Linked DNA regions of Sminthopsis crassicaudata: region 1 is linked to region 2. Evidence: chromatin contacts called from public Hi-C data. All regions are on one chromosome and are shown on one strand. The core of a region is the stretch at or near the end of the contact, and the rest is flanking DNA. Distances in the headings are between cores, read along the strand shown. Region 1 holds the start of CFAP20 (cilia and flagella associated protein 20). Region 2 holds the start of MMP15 (matrix metallopeptidase 15).

Region 1 (4,041 bases), core at 73-2,572, 140 kb before region 2:
GAGGCGGTACTAAGTAGTGAGGGAAAAGGCTTGCAGGCAAAGACACATGCTGTATCCCTGCTCCTACTGAGGGCGGAGGCAATGTGGGGAAATCTCAAAACTTATACTTGTGACTGAACACTCTGACACTGAGGGGTACAAGCAACAGTGCGTTAAGTTTGATTCTAGCAGGGCTTCATGATCAGAAATATTTCTGGGATTTTGCTGTGGCTCCTCATCCAGAGGAGTGCTAAATTCAGGGCACAGCCTGCTTGCTGGGCCTTATGGAAAACAGATATCTTGACAACATATAATGGGGGAGGGGGAGAAGAGACCAAAGTATTAGAAAAGGAATTGGAGAAAGTTTTCTGTAAAAAATGGGATTTTAGTTGAGACTTGAAGGCAGTGGGTAGAAATGAAGAGAGGAAGCAGCCAGGGTATTCATGAGTGGGTGAGTGGTGTGTGTGTGTGTGTGACATGATCAGACCTGAATTTTAGGAAAACTACTTTAGGGGAAGATAGATTGGGGTGGAGGGGAGAATTCAGGCAGGCAGGTCCTGCAGCAGCTATTGCAATGTCTAGGCAGGAGGGGATGAAAGTCTGTCAGTTGCTGTCAGATGTTACAGAACTGAAATCAACAAGAGATGCTCTGGAGGTGAAATCGACATGAGATGCTGCAGCATGAAAGGGAGAAGCCTTGGTCTTGGGCTGTGTAGCATGGCGGGGGTGAGCTGAGAAAGAGGATATTTTTTCCACTCTTGACATCCCTTTCCGCCCAAGAAATTACTGTGACCCACAGGTACACAGGTATATGGAATAGGGATCCACACCAAGCATTTACTGAGGAGAAAACCGTAATTTCCCCACCCCCATCTCCAGACAGTGGTGGAGAGAGGCTCCTTACCCCCTTGGGAGCCAGGGCTGTGCTACGAAGCTTATTTTGCAGAGGAAGAAACGGCTTCAGTGGCTCCCCAGGGTCACTCGGCTAAGAAGCATCTTAGGTGGAACTGGAACTCAAGTCCTCCCGACTTCGAACTCCGGGGTCTCTCCGCCCCTCCACCGAGGGGGACGGTCAGTGGTGAGGACACTCCCAGTTCTAACAGTTCCTGAACGCCTTCCCGGCTTCCCCAGTCACTCAGGGCTCTCTTAGCTCCTCCTCCCTCCTCCTCGGACTCCTTCCCCCACCAGGGGGCGTGTCCACCTTGCTCTGGGTTTCCATCTGCCCCGCCCTCTGCGGTTCCCATGGTACCACGCAGGCGCCAACAACAAACTCTGCTCTCCCCTCTCCCGGGCCGAGCCGAGCTGGTCAAATGCCGAAAAAGTAGTTCCCTGGCAACCGGGCTGCTTTCGCGCCGGCTGGGGCGGGGGCAGGCCCCGAAGGTCTTGGGCCGCCCTGGGCGCCGGAAGTGGAGTGCCGCCCGGCGGAAGGATCTCGACGCGCAGCGCTCCGCCCCACCTGAGCGTCGTCGTGCGAAGCGGAGAGCGGGCGGCGCGGCCGGCGGTTGCTGTGGAGGCGGCTCGGAGGCGGCGGCGGCGGCTGTGACAGCGGCGGCGGCAGGCGACGGAGTGGGACGCGGCTCGGCGGCGGAGCGGAGGGCCCTCGGACCGCGCACGCAGAGTCCCGGCAGCCTGACCCGCCCCGGCGCCCCGCTCCCCGCGCGGAGCCGCCGCGGGGCCTAGGCCGGCCCGGCCCCGTGGAGGGGGGGTTCCCGAAGGAGGAAGAGGCCGGCGCGATGTTCAAGAACACGTTCCAGAGCGGCTTCCTCTCCATTCTCTACAGCATCGGCAGCAAACCCTTGCAGATCTGGGACAAGAAGGTGCGAGGCCCCGGCAGCCCTTGCGTACTCCCGGCCCCCTCTAGTGCATCCCCTCCTCCTCTCGGCTACTTCAACTCCTCCCCCTCCCCCATCACAACAATCTTGTCTTCCCAGAATTCTACCAAAGTCCTCCCGGAGTATTGTGTTTCTCCGTGCCTCAGTTTCCCCGTCTGTAAATTGAGGTAATGGTGCTTGGTCTCTCGGAGGAAATATCATGAAAGCCGCTGTGTAACTATCCAGGTTTTGCCATCGTAGAGAGGGGATCCTTGAGGTTCTGGCCCCTTGTGAAGCTTTTATCATCCAGGGAGAAGGGGAGCCTGTCACTAGGGAGAGTGTCTTAGTGCATCCAGGGAGAAGGGGAGCCTGTCACTAGGGAGAGTGTCCTGGTGCATCCAGGGAGAAGGGGAGCTCGTAACTAGGGAGAGTGTCCTGGTGCATCCGGGGAGAAGGGGAGCTCGTAACTAGGGAGAGTGTCCTGGTGCATCCAGGGAGAAGGGGAGCTCGTAACTAGGGAGAGTGTCCTGGCGCATCCAGGGAGAAGGGGAGCCTGTCACTAGGGAGAGTGTCCTGGTGCATCCAGGGAGAAGGGGAGCCTGTCACTAGGGAGAGTGTCCTGGTGCATCCAGGGAGAAGGGGAGCTCGTAACTAGGGAGAGTGTCCTGGTGCATCCGGGGAGAAGGGGAGCTCGTAACTAGGGAGAGTGTCCTGGTGCATCCAGGGAGAAGGGGAGCTCGTAACTAGGGAGAGTGTCCTGGTGCATCCGGGGAGAAGGGGAGCTGGTAACTAGGGAGAGTGTCCTGGTGCATCCGGGGAGAAGGGGAGCTCGTAACTAGGGAGAGTGTCCTGGTGCATCCGGGGAGAAGGGGAGCTCGTAACTAGGGAGAGTGTCCTGGTGCATCCGGGGAGAAGGGGAGCTCGTAACTAGGGAGAGTGTCCTGGTGCATCCGGGGAGAAGGGGAGCTCGTAACTAGGGAGAGTGTCCTGGTGCATCCGGGGAGAAGGGGAGCTCGTAACTAGGGAGAGTGTCCTGGTGCATCCGGGGAGAAGGGGAGCTCGTAACTAGGGAGAGTGTCCTGGTGCATCCGGGGAGAAGGGGAGCTGGTAACTAGGGAGAGTGTCCTGGTGCATCCAGGGAGAAGGGGAGCTGGTAACTAGGGAGAGTGTCCTGGTGCATCCAGGGAGAAGGGGAGCTCGTAACTAGGGAGAGTGTCCTGGTGCATCCAGGGAGAAGGGGAGCTCGTAACTAGGGAGAGTGTCCTGGTGCATCCAGGGAGAAGGGGAGCTCGTAACTAGGGAGAGTGTCCTGGTGCATCCAGGGAGAAGGGGAGCTCGTAACTAAGTTGAGTGTCCTGGTGCATCCAGGGAGAAGGGGAGCTCGTAACTAGGGAGAGTGTCCTGGTGCATCCAGGGAGAAGGGGAGCTCGTAACTAGGGAGAGTGTCCTGGTGCATCCAGGGAGAAGGGGAGCTCGTAACTAGGGAGAGTGTCCTGGTGCATCCAGGGAGAAGGGGAGCTGGTAACTAGGGAGAGTGTCCTGGTGCATCCAGGGAGAAGGGGAGCTGGTAACTAGGGAGAGTGTCCTGGCGCATCCAGGGAGAAGGGGAGCTCGTAACTAGGGAGAGTGTCCTGGCGCATCCAGGGAGAAGGGGAGCTCGTAACTAGGGAGAGTGTCCTGGTGCATCCAGGGAGAAGGGGAGCTGGTAACTAGGGAGAGTGTCCTGGTGCATCCAGGGAGAAGGGGAGCTGGTAACTAGGGAGAGTGTCCTGGTGCATCCAGGGAGAAGGGGAGCTGGTAACTAGGGAGAGTGTCCTGGTGCATCCAGGGAGAAGGGGAGCTCGTAACTAGGGAGAGTGTCCTGGCGCATCCAGGGAGAAGGGGAGCTCGTAACTAGGGAGAGTGTCCTGGTGCATCCAGGGAGAAGGGGAGCTCGTAACTAGGGAGAGTGTCCTGGTGCATCCAGGGAGAAGGGGAGCTGGTAACTAGGGAGAGTGTCCTGGTGCATCCAGGGAGAAGGGGAGCTGGTAACTAGGGAGAGTGTCCTGGTGCATCCAGGGAGAAGGGGAGCTCGTAACTAGGGAGAGTGTCCTGGTGCATCCAGGGAGAAGGGGAGCTCGTAACTAGGGAGAGTGTCCTGGTGCATCCAGGGAGAAGGGGAGCTGGTAACTAGGGAGAGTGTCCTGGTGCATCCAGGGAGAAGGGGAGCTCGTAACTAGGGAGAGTGTCCTGGTGCATCCAGGGAGAAGGG
Region 2 (4,361 bases), core at 1,647-4,146:
AGGTGAAGGCCTATTTCTGCCTGAAAGCCCCTTGTGTCCAGCCCCAGCCCATCCCAGCTCTCCCGGGCACGCGCACGTCTGCTGCCAAAACGGTCTGAAGAGCAGGTAGGGCCTTCTCTGCTTTATTAAATACCCTGCTTTGCCTACTTGGTTAAAAAACCTGACATTCAAGGGCCTCCACTTTAATCCAAACATTTATGTTCTTATTACAGGGAAGGGAGTACTTTAGGAACAGGGGATACAACAAAATAAAAGTTAGTCCCCGTCTTTGAAGAGTTTACACTTGAGGGGCAGGGGAACCATGGAAACAAGTCGCTAATTCTGCTGCTTGAGGAAAAAGAGAGAATAAATAACGAGGGGCAAATCAGGGTGGGTTGGGACCAGCACCTGGCCTAAGCAGTAGTGAAGGTAGCTGGGGAGGATGGTTTAAAAAAAGGGGGGGAGTGAATTCCAAATACAAGGGAAAGTATGCAAAGATGTAGCAGTGGGGAATGAATGACAGCAGGCCAGTGTGGCTACAATGTAGCATGATGGGAAGGGAGCAAGATAAGAAAGAGCATGGGTAGCTCTCCATTTCTGGACGAACTAGGTCACTTGGTCTCCCCCTCCCGAAACTTTCAAGCTTTTGGTCACACTGCATCCTGAACGCCTCCCCTCCATGTCTTTGCGTGCTGAACCTTTCTCTTCCTTCGAGGTCCAGCTCAGGCGCCTTGGTTAGCAGGGAGGGACCTACTTACTGGGGCCCTTCCCGGCTTCTTAGTGACTTAAGTACTTCTCCTTCAAGCCTGTCTGGCCATTACCCACCCCCCTCATCCCCGTCAGACTTTCAGCTCCTTGAAGGCAGGAAGAGCATGAGTTACTCTCATTAGGCACAAGCTACAGCAGGCGCTCAATGTCTGACTGCACAACGGCTCACATTTTAAAAAGCGCCTCGCCTTTGGAGCCCAGTCTTGCCTACATTTCATTTGATCCACGAATGAGTCTGTTCTCCAGCTGAGGGATGAGTCCTCCGAAAGGAGGAGGTGCGCCTGCTTTGGGCAGCGCTCACACTGGCAGATGCCATCTGCAGGGCTCTGCCCCTGAGCCCTGGGCCCTAAGGCGGGGTTGTGAGAGCTTCCGCATGTCACTCCAGCCCCCCCAATCCTGCAGGAAAGCCTTGGGAGCTCCCCAGCATTCAGGGGCCCTGGGATTCTCGGCCCCGGCTTCTTTTAGCCTCCCCTTGGGATGCCTCCTATCCCTTGTCCCCCACCACTAGTCCCCTTGCTTACGGCTTGGCCATCCCTTTGGTTCTTCCCTGAACACTACAGGTGCCCAGCCCCGGGCTGAGGGGGAGGGCCTTTGTGGAGGCGCTACACCAGACCCGGAGGGAGACACCCCCGCTCAGCTTGGCCCAGCCCCAGCCCCAGTGCCCAGCACAGCCGGCTCCTCAGCCCCGGGCTGAGCCTGGCCTTCTCCTCGGCCAGGAGAGCACTTGGCCTTCTCGGCAGGCGAGGCAGCCCGGACTGGCTGCCGGCTACCAGGACAGGGGCACAGAGAGGCGGCTGCCCAGCTCCGAAGGTTAATCCCATAATGGACAGGGCGGGATGAGTGGATGTCCCTCAGCCGGTTCCCTCGAGGAGACCCTGCAGGCGGGCCGGGCCGGGCTGAGCGGGCACAGCCGCAGGGGGCCGGCCACCACCCAGGGAGCTGCCACCTCCAGACGGGGAGGGGGTCCTCTCTCCTCCGCCACGGCCGGGGGAATCAGCCCAAGGCAAACATTTATTAAGCACGGGAAGAGCGGTGGGGGGTGAGCAGGATGCAAAGTTTAGCTAAGAAGACAATCAAAGCGAAGGAAGGAGGAAGCGGATGGGGAGGCTGGAGGGGCGAGCCCCCCAAGGGGCGCGTGCTTACTGACCTCGGCGTTGACTTCGTTGTCCCCGGCCACCCCGGTGCAGCTCAGGGGGCCCAGCCACACGAACAGCAGCAGCAGCAGCTCCCTGGTGCCCAGGAGGGTCCCGGGGCGGCCCGGCCTCCGGGGCTCGCCCCGCCCGGCCCCGCTCCCGCCGCTCATGCTCGCGGGGCCGGCTGCCGGGCTGCGGAAGATGCCCCGGCTGGAGATTTCCTCGGGGGGGGGGGGGGGGGGCCGAAAACTTGGCGCGAGAGCGCGGGGGCCGGGAGCACCCCTCCGCTCCTCGCCTTCCTCTTCCCCCGGGAGCCCGCCCCCGGGCGAGTTCCCAGGCTCGGCGCGGAGAGCCCGGCGGAGGGCACGGCGAGGGGCCGAGCCCGACGGCCAGCCGGGTGCGGGAGGCTCTCCCGGCTCCTTCCCCGCCGGACGCCGCCTTTGTCTCGGGTTCAGCCTCGGGGATGCCCGGAGCCGCTGCGCTCCCCTGGGCTCAGCACAGCGCGCCTGCGGCTGCTGTCCATGCCCGGGGCCGGCGAGGCGGAGGCGTGCGCTCCCGGGGCCCCGCGGAGGAGGCGGCGCGCACGCCCCCTCCCCGTGCCCGGGGCACCTCGCCCCCCGCGGCGGGGTCTGCGGGAGGGGGATGGGGCGAGGGGGCCCCCCACGGCGTCCGGCGGGGCGGGGGAGGGCAGGGGGAGCCCGAGCCCGAGCGAGCGCCGCGCGTCCTTGGGGCCGGATCGGCGCAGCTCTGAGCCAGCTCCTGCGCTCGGGGCCCGCTCCCCCACCCCCTCCCTCTCCTCCGCGGCTCTTAAAGGGGCCGTGCGCTCACCCGGCCGGCCGGCCAGGCTGCGGGGAGGGGGCTGCCGGCCCGGCCTGGGAGGCGGCGCTCGGAGCTGCTTCGGCCCCGCGTCCGGGGCTTCCCCAAAGGCAGGTGGACGGGCGGGAGCCCGCGCACCTCAGCCCCTTTCGGCTCTAAAACTCCTCCAAGTTTCCCCCGAGACCTGGGGGAAGAGTGTGCTGAGATATAGTTTGACCCGGATCCCCAGGGAGCCCAGCGAGAGGGGCGGGGCCTCAACTAGAAACTCACGAAACGCCCCCTCCCCCATCCTCCTGCAGCCCTCCGGTACTTTTCTGTGTGGTTCTGGGGGGAGAGAAACGTCGGGGATGATTTAAAAAATAAAACCCTCGACCTTTGCTGCCCTTCAAACCGAGCAGTGACTACGGTGGCTAGTCCCAACGTAAATGAGGAAACGGAGGCAGGCGGGGGTGACGCGACCCCAAGGATGGAATTAGAATCGGGGGCTGCGAATTCAAGTGCAGCGCAGTCACCGCCGAGCATTGGAAAAGGAGAGGGGGAAAGACGGGGAGGGGGGGAAGAGAGAGGGAGACATACAAAAAAGGGCTAGCCAGGAATCTGCCCATCCAAATATCCCAAATCGGGGGCTGGCTGCCCGCCCCCTCCCTGTAGCGCCCACAGGGGTGGCCAGGGGCCTCTAACAGTAGTAGCAAATTACAGAACTTGGCCAGATAAAGCGCTCTCTCCCCCCCCGCCCCACCCCCCACCCGGCTCCCCTTTTCTCCTGGACGCTTTGACAATATGCAGAGACTTTTACCGTCTTCCTCTACCTTCTGGGCTCCTCGCTTTTGGCATGAAAGTGTGACCTTTTAATCAGGTGTCAGTTTCCACAAGCTCCTCGTTGCTGCCCTGAGCTGCATTCCCCTTTTATGTGGCAGTCCCCAGCAGCGGCCACTTCCCTAAATCCGGAGCTGGTCTGGGAGAGTTTGGGAAATCATGTTTTTTCTTCCCCTCCAGAGTATGTTTAAAACTAACCTGTCAAAAGAAGAAAAAGACCACAGAGCCCTGAAGCTCTGCTGCATGCTTGTTAGCTAGGGCTCCTCCCAAGATAACAAAAATAGACTAATTTTACTCCCCCAGGGCCTTCTAATGAAGAGGAATAAGAGATGATGGAGACAGTTGTCCTTGATTTCTTTGGAATCAGCTCTTTGGTAAAATAAGCTTTCCAAATCCGGTCCCTTCCTTTGCAATTCGCACAGAAACCATCTTGAAACAGACCCCTCCTGCTCCCAGGTTCCACAGAAATAGGTTTTAATCTTTAACAATAACATTTATTCCAAATTAACCACATCGAGAAAAATATTTGGATCCATGGAAGCTAGCTGTTCATTTGTACTGCTGACGAGGGGCCTTGAATATCATAAACAGTGTACTTCAGGGCTTTGGGTCAAAAAAGTTTGCAAAGTCCTTCTTTATGATGAAATTCTTGCTCCCAGTTAACTCTCTTCTGGATGACTTTTATATTTCTGGGACAGAACTTCTCTCGACAGACTCGACATTCTGGCCAATCTATAGAGGGATTGGAAACGTGTAGGTAAATTTTTGGAGGTCAGTTTCAAATTAAATATTTCCCAAATGTTTGACAAGGAGCAGGAAAATGCTGCGGAGCAGAGTTTCTGTAGTGTT

Evidence for each region. Hi-C and Micro-C count contacts between places; a contact is called where the count stands out from the background.
Region 1: a contact with region 2 is called in a Hi-C map of hippocampus, with 5 times the contacts expected there. The contact joins the promoter of CFAP20 here to the promoter of MMP15 in region 2. A contact is called at or near these places in 2 of 2 Hi-C or Micro-C datasets (fibroblasts and hippocampus).

Annotation. Positions count from the first base shown.
Region 1 is chr2:38,764,197-38,768,237 of ASM4859323v1, reverse strand. It overlaps CFAP20 (cilia and flagella associated protein 20), which reads left to right and starts at 1,322. Exons shown (of 6, transcript XM_074285899.1): 1 at 1,322-1,796. The coding sequence starts at 1,713. LOC141554218 (a long non-coding RNA gene) reads right to left here and starts at 1,324. Exons shown (of 3, transcript XR_012485798.1): 1 at 884-1,324.
Region 2 is chr2:38,626,832-38,631,192 of ASM4859323v1, reverse strand. It overlaps MMP15 (matrix metallopeptidase 15), which reads right to left and starts at 2,896. Exons shown (of 10, transcript XM_074285887.1): 1 at 1,895-2,896. The coding sequence starts at 2,050.